Linked DNA regions of Mus musculus: regions 1 and 2 are each linked to region 3. Evidence: chromatin contacts called from public promoter capture Hi-C data. All regions are on one chromosome and are shown on one strand. Each heading gives the region's core, a stretch centred on a gene start, on an enhancer-like site or on the middle of the called end of the contact. The rest is flanking DNA. Distances are from core to core; before and after follow the strand shown.

Region 1 (3,085 bases), core at 114-2,613, 2.0 Mb before region 3:
AAGTAGATTTGACCTGCCACGCCCAGCCACCGAATGGTTTTGAAACCTTCTCTGGGAGGAAGGAGGCAGATAGATCCTCCGTGGAGACCATTTCCCTGAGCTTACTCTGTCAGGAATGGGTCTTCTGCCTGCAGACGGAGTTTCCCCAGAAGGAAAGGCGGCAAGAGGCTTTCCGTTCCCTGTGTTGCTCTTGGCCGAGTGTGTAGCCATAGACAAAGTAGGGTCCTGTGATGGTTTCAACCTGGCGCCCCAAGTTCAATGGCTTAAAACAGCAAGTCCCGGTTATTGGGAGCCTGAAATCTAATGTAAGCAGAGCCGTGCTCCCCACCTCTCCCCCACTGCCCCCAGGACTATGGGGCCATATCCTTCCTTGCCTCCCCTCCTTCTGAGCTTCCTGGCAATCCTTGAGGCTGTTTGGCTTGTACTTGTGTCGCGCTGACCTCAGCTTCCTACTCCACATGGCTGTCTTCCCTGTGCGACTACCCAACCGGCCATCTTGTAAGACCACTAATTACTGTATTTAGGGCCTACCCTAATCCAGTATGATCTCATCCGAACTAATTACCTTGTGAAGACTCTGTTTCTAAATAAGGTCACACTCTGAGCTCTCCCTAGTGGGCATGAACTTGGTGGAAGGGGGAAAAAAAAACAAGACACCACAGAAGCCTCTGAAACCCTCGGTTTCCTTGTCTGTAAAATGGCGATGGCATTATAGGATTAGAGACTGGCATAGCATAGTGTTGCATAAGTGCGCCTTTATTCTTTAACGTGATTAATCTTCTGTGACATTTTTCTTCTCCTATCAGTGCTGATATTTGAGTCCAGGATCTTTGGCATGCTTGGCGATCGTTCTACCTTTGGGCCACACCTAGCCCCTCTTTCTTACTTTACAGTGAGCCTAACCATTCACTCCTCAGCATCGATCCATTCAGGACTGGGCACTGTGCATGCAGCCTAGACTTCCTCAGAATTGGGAGCCAAGAAAGATTTTGGGAGGTGTCATAAGTTAGCGGAGTCTGAAGGAAGACGACTTTAGCCTGTAAAATGTCCTGGCAGGAGCATTGAGGGCAGAGAAAGGGCAGGGGCAGGCACCAGCAAGGCAAGAATTTCTCTGCAGGGCAAATGGGGGCCTTTGAAGGGTTTTCCAGCGGGAGAGGAAAATGTTCCATTAAGGTAACAGCAGCCTTGCAAACCACTGGTGAGCAAGCGTCACCAGGTGATAGGAGTGGTGGGGGAGGGTACTAGGTGTGGCTTGGAGGAGGTCACAGATAACACCAATTGGAAGGGACCAGTGAAGAGGCAGGGGGTGGCTTCTGAAGGGCTGGACTCTGGCTTCTGTGGCTGGTAGAGGTTTGTGGAAGGTAGTTGCTTAGCTCAGGTTAGGACTTGTTGACCTTGGGCATCTGACACAGCGGGTGGCTCAGACTTGGACTCTATGTGCAATGTGATATAGCTCAGCATGGAAGATGTAAAGAGGAAGGGAGCTCTGGGTAAGCTGAGGACGGAGTGTAGGGAAATTGTTGGGCGGTTTAGGTACCAATTAAGTCGCAGGGAGGTTGTGGGTGGACAGGTGTGCTTGCTTGCCTTGTGGTCCAGGAGGCTGTGAGACACAAGTGAGTTAGTTGGCTTTCCTGCAGACTGTGGCATGTGATGGTAGGGGCGGGAGTGAGGAGACCAGGACATGGGTAAGACAGGGCTTCCCTCCCAGCCCCCCCTAGAGATGCCAGACAGCACAGATAATTACCAGGTGATACAATAAATGCCACCTGAGAAGGGGGGCGGGCAGGAAGGGGGGCAGAAGTGACTGCAGAGCTGGGAGTCAGAGCCAGGCTAACACTGAGGCTTTGAAGAGCTCTGGAGCCTTCTGAAGTCTGTCTGTTTCATCCAGTCCTCAAGCTCCCTTGATCCTCTCTGGAGAGGAAACCAAGGCCAGAAAGGGAAGGTTTCCCAGGTCCCCAGCTCTCAGGGAGGTCAGGCATGAAACCGGGAGCTATGGGGTGCACATTTCTGTTATTCTGCTGATGAATTCTGGAGTTGGACTTCACTCACCAGATGCTGAATGCTCCCAGGAATTAACAAGCTGACCATCCCGGAGGCCCACGCGCTTGGCTAAGTACAGGCTCCACTCACACCAAAGGCGAGTACTGGGATGGGGTGAACGGGCAGCACCAAAAAGCCAGGCTTGCGGGGGGGGGGGGCAGAAGGCAGAAAATCTGACCTTGCTGTGGTGTGGTCATTCAGAGAGTACTTCCTCAACACCGTTGGGTAACAGTGGCCCATTTACGGATTCTTCTGTCTGGTCATTGTGGTCTATGTGTGGTCAGGCACTCTATGCAGGTAGTCACAGGGCATGGGTGTCCCCTGCATCTGTGATCTGTGGCCTGGGATGATTAGAAGGGTCTGAGACCAGACCCATCCAAAATGAGCCGAAGGAGTCACAAGCTGGGGCTCGACGCTAGGGGAGAACTTGCCAGCTGCTTTTAGAGATGAAGAACTCCCCCCAAGGGTGGACTTTTCTAGGGTGTTGGAAAATCAGAGGGAAGGTTGAGAATCTGTGATCCTCACGTTCATTAAGCTGTTGTGACTTTGGATTTGAAGTCAGTTTCATCCCACCAGTTTACCAGGGGAGTCTCAGGGTTGCTGGCTTTCAGGGTGGGGAGGGAGATCCTGTCCCAAGAGAACCGGAGTGTGGGGAGGGAAGGACCCACCCATCTCAATTACTTGAACTGACTTCTGAGGTTTAGACTATCGACCTCAGCTGTGAACCTTACCCACTGGGGGTTCAAGCCCTGCCCAGAGCTTCCTGACATTCAGGTAAGTCAGTACTACCATGGGGTGTGGTTGGACTGTACGAAGAGAGTTTCAGGAAGTGGTTGGCTGAACCCCTCCCCAACCCACTAAGCTGCAACCCTCCAGCATTTGGTTTCCGGTACTGACAGCTCAAGTCTGGCTTTACTAGGACCGGGTTTTCTAAGATGGAGTGCGGGAAGATAAGCCCTTTGAAACAGGAAGTGCCTTGGGGACCACTGTGAACCCACTTCTCTGCAGGGGAGCTGGAGTAATTCCCCAAGCCACCCCCTAAATG
Region 2 (2,894 bases), core at 62-2,561, 1.2 Mb before region 3:
AGAAGACCTGGGTTCAAGTCACAGCACCAACATGAATCTAGGACCCAATTCTGGCCTCCAGGGAACACCAGGCACGCATAAGATATACAGACAAACATGCAGGGGAAATGCATATATTTAAAAAGAAAAAGAGAATTCTCAAAAACTCACTAAACCTACCACAGCAAAGCTTAACAATCTAAATGGGGTGGGGTGGGGGGGTGATGGATTCTAACAAGTTCTAATTGCATTTAAGTCTCAAAAGCAGAGTTAACAAGCACAGATGCTTTTCCACCAGGGTTGGAGGTCAGTTTATGGAGAACAGAACTCTTTTCCCAGGCGTCCAAATTGAGGGCGCCACTCCCATCTCTGGAGTTCTATTATTTCCCTAGTCTGTTTCTAACAACCACTTATTTGACTTTTTAACTTTTTAAAAATCCTCACCTAGAGAGGGCTGTCGGGTTGGCCCGGCGAGCACTTGCCCTCTAATCTGACAACCTGAGTTCATTCCCAGAACTCACAAGGTGGAAGGAGAGCACCAGCTCCCAGCTCCGTGCAAGCTGACCTCTGACCTCCCCACGCAGGCACCGTGACCCTTGCCTGTCCCCCACCTCCTCCCCCAGTGTAATTGTATCAAAATTCCGTAAAGGAATAAACCTTTTAAGTGTTAAACACGTTTTACATGTTTATAGGTTAATGCACTTCAGCCTCATAATCCACAAGGCGCAAGTGTACTTTTGCTTCGTTTTCTAGATGAGGAAACTGAGGCTCACGAGGCAGTCTGAGGTTCCAGGGGTGGGGCTCGGCTTCTGCATCCCGGGCTTCCTGCTGGCCGACAGGCTGCAGGGCACACGCTGGAAGCCCGGACCTGGACCGTGGCCTTGACGGTCGGGCAGCAAGAGTGCGCCTAGGCCCACCTCCCAAGCCAGTCCCTCCCGGTGTCCTTCGGAGGCCGGGCACCCGCCAGTCTGCAGAAGCTGGCGGGCTCTCCGGCGAGCGGCCCAGACAGGGATGCCGAGGAGAGGCCGGCGGGGATCCCGTATGAGGGTACCCGCAGGTTCCGGGGGTGACGCTCCCGGAGGTCCCTGGGCGGGGTCTCGGGCGAGGGTCCCTGGCGGGGTGGGGGGTGGGGGGAACCCGCGGCTCACCTTCGGACAGCTCCAGCTCCAGCTCCGCCAGGCTCTCGAGCACCTCGGCGGGCAGCGGCGCCGCCTCCAGAGGGCATCCGCGGTCGGCCATGGCCGGTGGCTCAGGCGTTCCCCCAACCGGGGCCTGCAGACCCGCAGCGGCCGCCCGCAGCCGGCAGCGGGCGGGGCGCGGCCGGGGCTGCTTCGCAGGGGCGCGGGCACGGGCGCGAGCGCGGCTGGCTCCGGCTCCGGGAGCGCGCTGGGGACGCGCGTGCGCGGCTGAGGGGCGGGGCAACGCTTGCGCGGGTACGCCGGGCCGGCCCCGCCCAGCAACTTTAAAGGCTCGGTTCCATTGGCCAATAAGACACGCCGGAGCAGCCCGGAGCTTTACTCCGCTTCGGGGTGCGAGAGGAGCGGCGGGCGGGAGAGCTGGACAGAGGCGCCTCGGGAGACGTGCGACCCCACCGAACGGACTTCAATGTCGCCCAGGTGACCCTCCTCCGGGATCCCCACCTTCTTCTTCCTCAGGAGCCCTGCTGGCACGCTTAATTCTGTCCGCGTTCCTGCTATGGTATCAGCTAACTCTGGCGGGTTTTCTGCCGCCCTTAAAGTGTGTTTGCTTATTCCCTTTCACAATAACCCTGGAAGCACTCTGACATTGACCAAGAAGGAGCTCTGGCAGTGTCTCAGTCCTTGAGATGTCCTTGGGGCATGGAAGCATAGATCTGACATGTTGGAAACCTTAGTGGGATTTTTGAAGGAGCTATTCTCAGAGTGGCGGTATATATACACATATACGTATAAACATGTATATACATACATACATACATACTTACATACATATATATACACACACACACACGCACACACACACAATTTTATTTCTACTACTCATTAGCCACCCTCTTGCCACTGTCTACATATATTAAAAATCCCAGGTAGGCAACAAAAAAGACCATTTTGGAGGCTTTCAGTGAGCCTAATATTACATCCACAAGGAACAGCATAGGAAGGTGTCCCCAACTGATTTTAAAACATCTGATTTGAGCTGACTAATCTGGTTATACAGGCAGGAGGTGTGGTATGCAAACGAGGGACTATTTATTTCCGCAGGTCACAGGTTTATATAGGAAGCAGTCACAAGCTTTGCATGAAAGCTGGTCAACACTTCTCACGTTTCTCTGATCAATGGTTTCTTCTAAGGAAGTGTTCCCTGTCCTCTTGAATGAATAATAGCTGCCGAAAGTTTACTGGTCGAGAAAAAAAAAAGCATCTGGGCTTCGCCTTTCGAGGCGGGTGCACTGTCTGGAGTGGGTGTGGCCAGAGCAAGGTTTCCTGGACCAGGTCTCCTGGATTCAATTGTAGTAGATTAGCTTGCTGCTGGAGTATTTTCACATTGACTGTAAAGTACGGAAAACAGCCAGACTTGAAGGCATTCCAGCAGGTTGCTGGGGAAGGAGCTGCTTAGCTGACAGTCCCTCACTCTAGGCTGCCAGGAATCAGGAAGGGAATGATGTCCTTGTCCTTCAAAGAGCTGAATTTTTATTTATTGACGTCGGAACAAAAAAGTGTTTACAATAAAGACTTAAAAATTCAACACAAAACGTTTTAAGCAGCATTTAACAACACTTTAGAGCATTTAACATTTGTTAAGGTTTATTTTATGTGTGGGTGTTTTGCAGGCAAGTGTGTACCTGTGCACCACATGCATGCAGTACCAAAGAATTCCAGAGAGGGCGCCAGATGTCCTTCAACTGTAAGACTGCCCTTAGCCACCATACTTCATAC
Region 3 (3,034 bases), core at 195-2,694:
TGGTGTTTGTTAGTATTTTCTACAAGTATGTGCAGGTCTTTCATTCTTGACTTTTGTCCCCCGTTCCCCGTCCTTTATGAGCTAGGATCTTACAGTTCTGCCTGGCTGGTCTTGAATTCACAGCGGTCCTCCTTTTTTTTTTTTTTTTTTAAAAAAAAGATGTATTTGTTTTTTTTATGTACATGAGTACACTGTAGCTATCTTCAGACACACCAGAAGAGGTCATCGGATCCAATTACAGATGGTTGTGAGCCACCATGTGGTTGCTGGGATTTGAACTCAGGATCTCTGGAAGAGCAGTCAGTGCTCTTAACCACTGAGCCAGTGGTCCTCCCGCATCAGCATCCTACATTCTGGTATTACAAGTGTGAACTGATACACCTGCTTTCCAACAATGTTCTTTCAACAGTTGGCATCTTTTGCACATTTTTTTTCAACTGTGAGAAGATATAGAAAATATGCATAAAGGTTCAGGGCTATTAACTTCTTGTAACCCTCTCAACCATTATCACCAGGATGTCCTGCATAGCTGATGTCCCCACTCCACAGCTTTATCTTCATGTAACTATGTCTTTAAAAATTCTACCAAGCATACTACACGAAGAAAGAGTAACACATGAACACCCAGGTCTTCAGCCAACACCCCCCCCCCCAACCCTCCGCTGTGGTCACCTCCTGGCCTCTGTCTTGTATCCACACCCACCTCCAACCCCCATCCTGATTACAAGGAAGAAAATCTGCCATGTTTTTCTACCATTTGCGAGCATTTCAGCATGTAACTCTAAAGATGCAGGTAGTGGGATGTAACCATGAAACATTGTTGCGGAAAGAATTAACTGTTTCTCAACAAGGCTGACATCTCAAATCTTATGCTAAAGGTTCCCAACTCCCTTTGGTGTCTCTCTTTCTGCCCTCTCTCCTCTTGCAACTAGTCAGGTGGGGTTTTGTTCACCACTAACTTTGTGATTGAGCTCCTACAGTGTTACTTAACACATCCCTCCATGCCCCACTCTGCCCCATTTCTCTGCCCAGGACCTTCCCCTGCCTCCTTCTTCCCATTCGCCTGCTTCCTCGAGTGGGCTACCACCTCAGCCCATCCACTTGTAGCTGGGTCCTTCTCCCAGACTGAGAACCCACACAATCAGCCTCTGCTTCCGCCTGCTGGTCCATGAATCCCTACCTCTTCTTGACATGTGAGAGAGCCCCTCGATGCTATCAATGGCTGCTGCTTCCAACAGTAGCCCCTCCACTCTTGCCGTAAAAGCTTGTCATCGCCTACAAGCCCCTCCCTCTCTCAGTGTCTCTTCTCTAACGTCCCACGTGTAAAGGGGCTGAGGTGATACCCACATGTGGGCCAATCAGCCAAATGTCACTCAACTTCCTCCTGGGCGCTGACTTAGAACAGGAAGTGTCAGGCGGGGGGGCCTCAGCGGCTGTGTTCTTTAGACACAACCACACAGCCAGCTGGCAAGAAGTAGGCAAAGACATCTCCAGTCAGATTCTCGGAGTGGAGGCTTCCTGGGACTGAGAGGGGGTGAGTGCAGGGCTCCTGTGTTCAGGTAGCTCTTATGGGAAACACCTCAGAAGTGGGCTCTTCCGGTGGAATTTCTCTTTATGACTCCAGCCCGACAGGCACTGGTGGCCTTTCCCCATCTCTCACCTTGCCTATCTGTCAAAAAAATGGTCTTGTACATGTGGCTTCTGGCTATTCAGACTCTCCTGACTGACGTCCAGGGATGGGAGGCCTGGTACCACAGCTGAGCAGAGTTTCAGGAGCGCTGGGAACATCTGTAACTGTGGGTCAGCAGGCAGCCGACTGTGTTGATTCTCTCTCTGTGATAGTCGTGGATGCCCGGGACTGAGGAAGGTCAGCTATGATAAGGGGTAGGGGTGGTGGTGGAGGTGGCTGGGACAGATTGTGGGAGGGAAGGGGTCACATACTGACACCCACCTACTATGAATGGAAGTAGATACTTATGGTCATGAAGGTGAGTGTCAGATTGGAGGTAATGAGCAAGAGAAGGAGCTGCTGAGATGTCCATTGTCCCCATCTGCTTTAAAATGGCGTGTGGGGAGTGTGTATGTGTGTGTGGGGGGGGGGGTGATTCTCAGTCTACCCTGCAAGTCTCTGGAACCTGGGCTCCAAAATGCCCAGCCCAGCTTACAGCATAGCAGATAATAAGGAAGTCCTCTACCCAAGAATCCCACCCACATACCATAGTGGCCAGGCCTGGGGCCAGCAACCACAGGGTCATATCCCAGATAGGGGGAAGGTGTCAGGTGACAGACACCCTTTCTACATCCACCAGTGAGTGAGCAGATGAGAGATTGTTGACTGCTGCCATAAGCAGGAGTAAAATGAGCAAGTCCTGAGGGTTAGTTAGGGCTGGAGAGGCCCAAGTTTCCTATCTCCTCCTTTCTCCAACATTTCTCTGTTGACATATGTGGACACAGTCTTGCCGCAGGCATGCATTAGGCTGGGGTGAATTGTGTTCACTGCGATTGTGGAGGAACCATGCAATCATCCTTTGCAGGAAGTGCTGCAGGGGGCCGGGGGCTATCTTTGATACACAGCTTGGGAGGAAGCCTTCTGCTCTCTATGGAGAAAGGGTGTGAACTGGGGAGGCCACTGAACTCTGGGGAAATGAGAGGGTGGGCTGACTGGCTCTGCAAACTCCAAATGTCTGCAGTCAATAATGACTCAAAATTCCCTTCAAAACTCACTCCCATGAGGAGTGAGCCGTGGAGACTACTGAGGCTCCCGCTAGCTACAATCTATCATCACTCAGGTGCAGGTGGTTCTCTGCAGGTGGTAGGGCTGGGGATAGGGGTGTGGGGTGTTGAATGTGTGTGTGGAGCTACATGGAGCCCTGGTGGGGTGACTCTGTAGGGAGGTGCAGGTTCTGACTCAGCTACTTTATTCACATCTCTCCCCCTTTGGACATGAGTCAGACCTGCCTGAGGTTCCCAAATGCTTCCAAGTGCACTCGGTCACTCAGAGGTTACATACAGTTCAAGCCTTGGGGGGGAAAAA

What was found. Promoter capture Hi-C pulls out the DNA fragments that hold promoters and counts their contacts.
Region 1: a promoter capture Hi-C map of liver shows a contact between it and region 3, with 3 times the contacts expected there. The contact joins the promoter of Ggt1 here to the promoter of Itgb2 in region 3.
Region 2: a contact with region 3 is called in a promoter capture Hi-C map of pre-B cells, with 4 times the contacts expected there. The contact joins the promoter of Dip2a here to the promoter of Itgb2 in region 3. A contact is called at or near these places in 1 of 39 promoter capture datasets (pre-B cells) and 1 of 484 Hi-C or Micro-C datasets (CD4 T cells).

What each region holds. Positions count from the first base shown.
Region 1 is chr10:75,562,769-75,565,853 of GRCm38.p6, forward strand. Ggt1 (gamma-glutamyltransferase 1) reads left to right here and starts at 1,364. Exons shown (of 15, transcript NM_001379537.1): 1 at 1,364-1,490; 2 at 2,053-2,137.
Region 2 is chr10:76,343,980-76,346,873 of GRCm38.p6, forward strand. It overlaps Dip2a (disco interacting protein 2 homolog A), which reads right to left and starts at 1,312. Exons shown (of 38, transcript NM_001081419.2): 1 at 1,128-1,312. The coding sequence starts at 1,218. Gm40699 (a long non-coding RNA gene) reads left to right here and starts at 1,316. Exons shown (of 2, transcript XR_871838.2): 1 at 1,316-1,595; 2 at 2,789-2,894.
Region 3 is chr10:77,528,926-77,531,959 of GRCm38.p6, forward strand. Itgb2 (integrin beta 2) reads left to right here and starts at 1,445. Exons shown (of 16, transcript NM_008404.5): 1 at 1,445-1,534.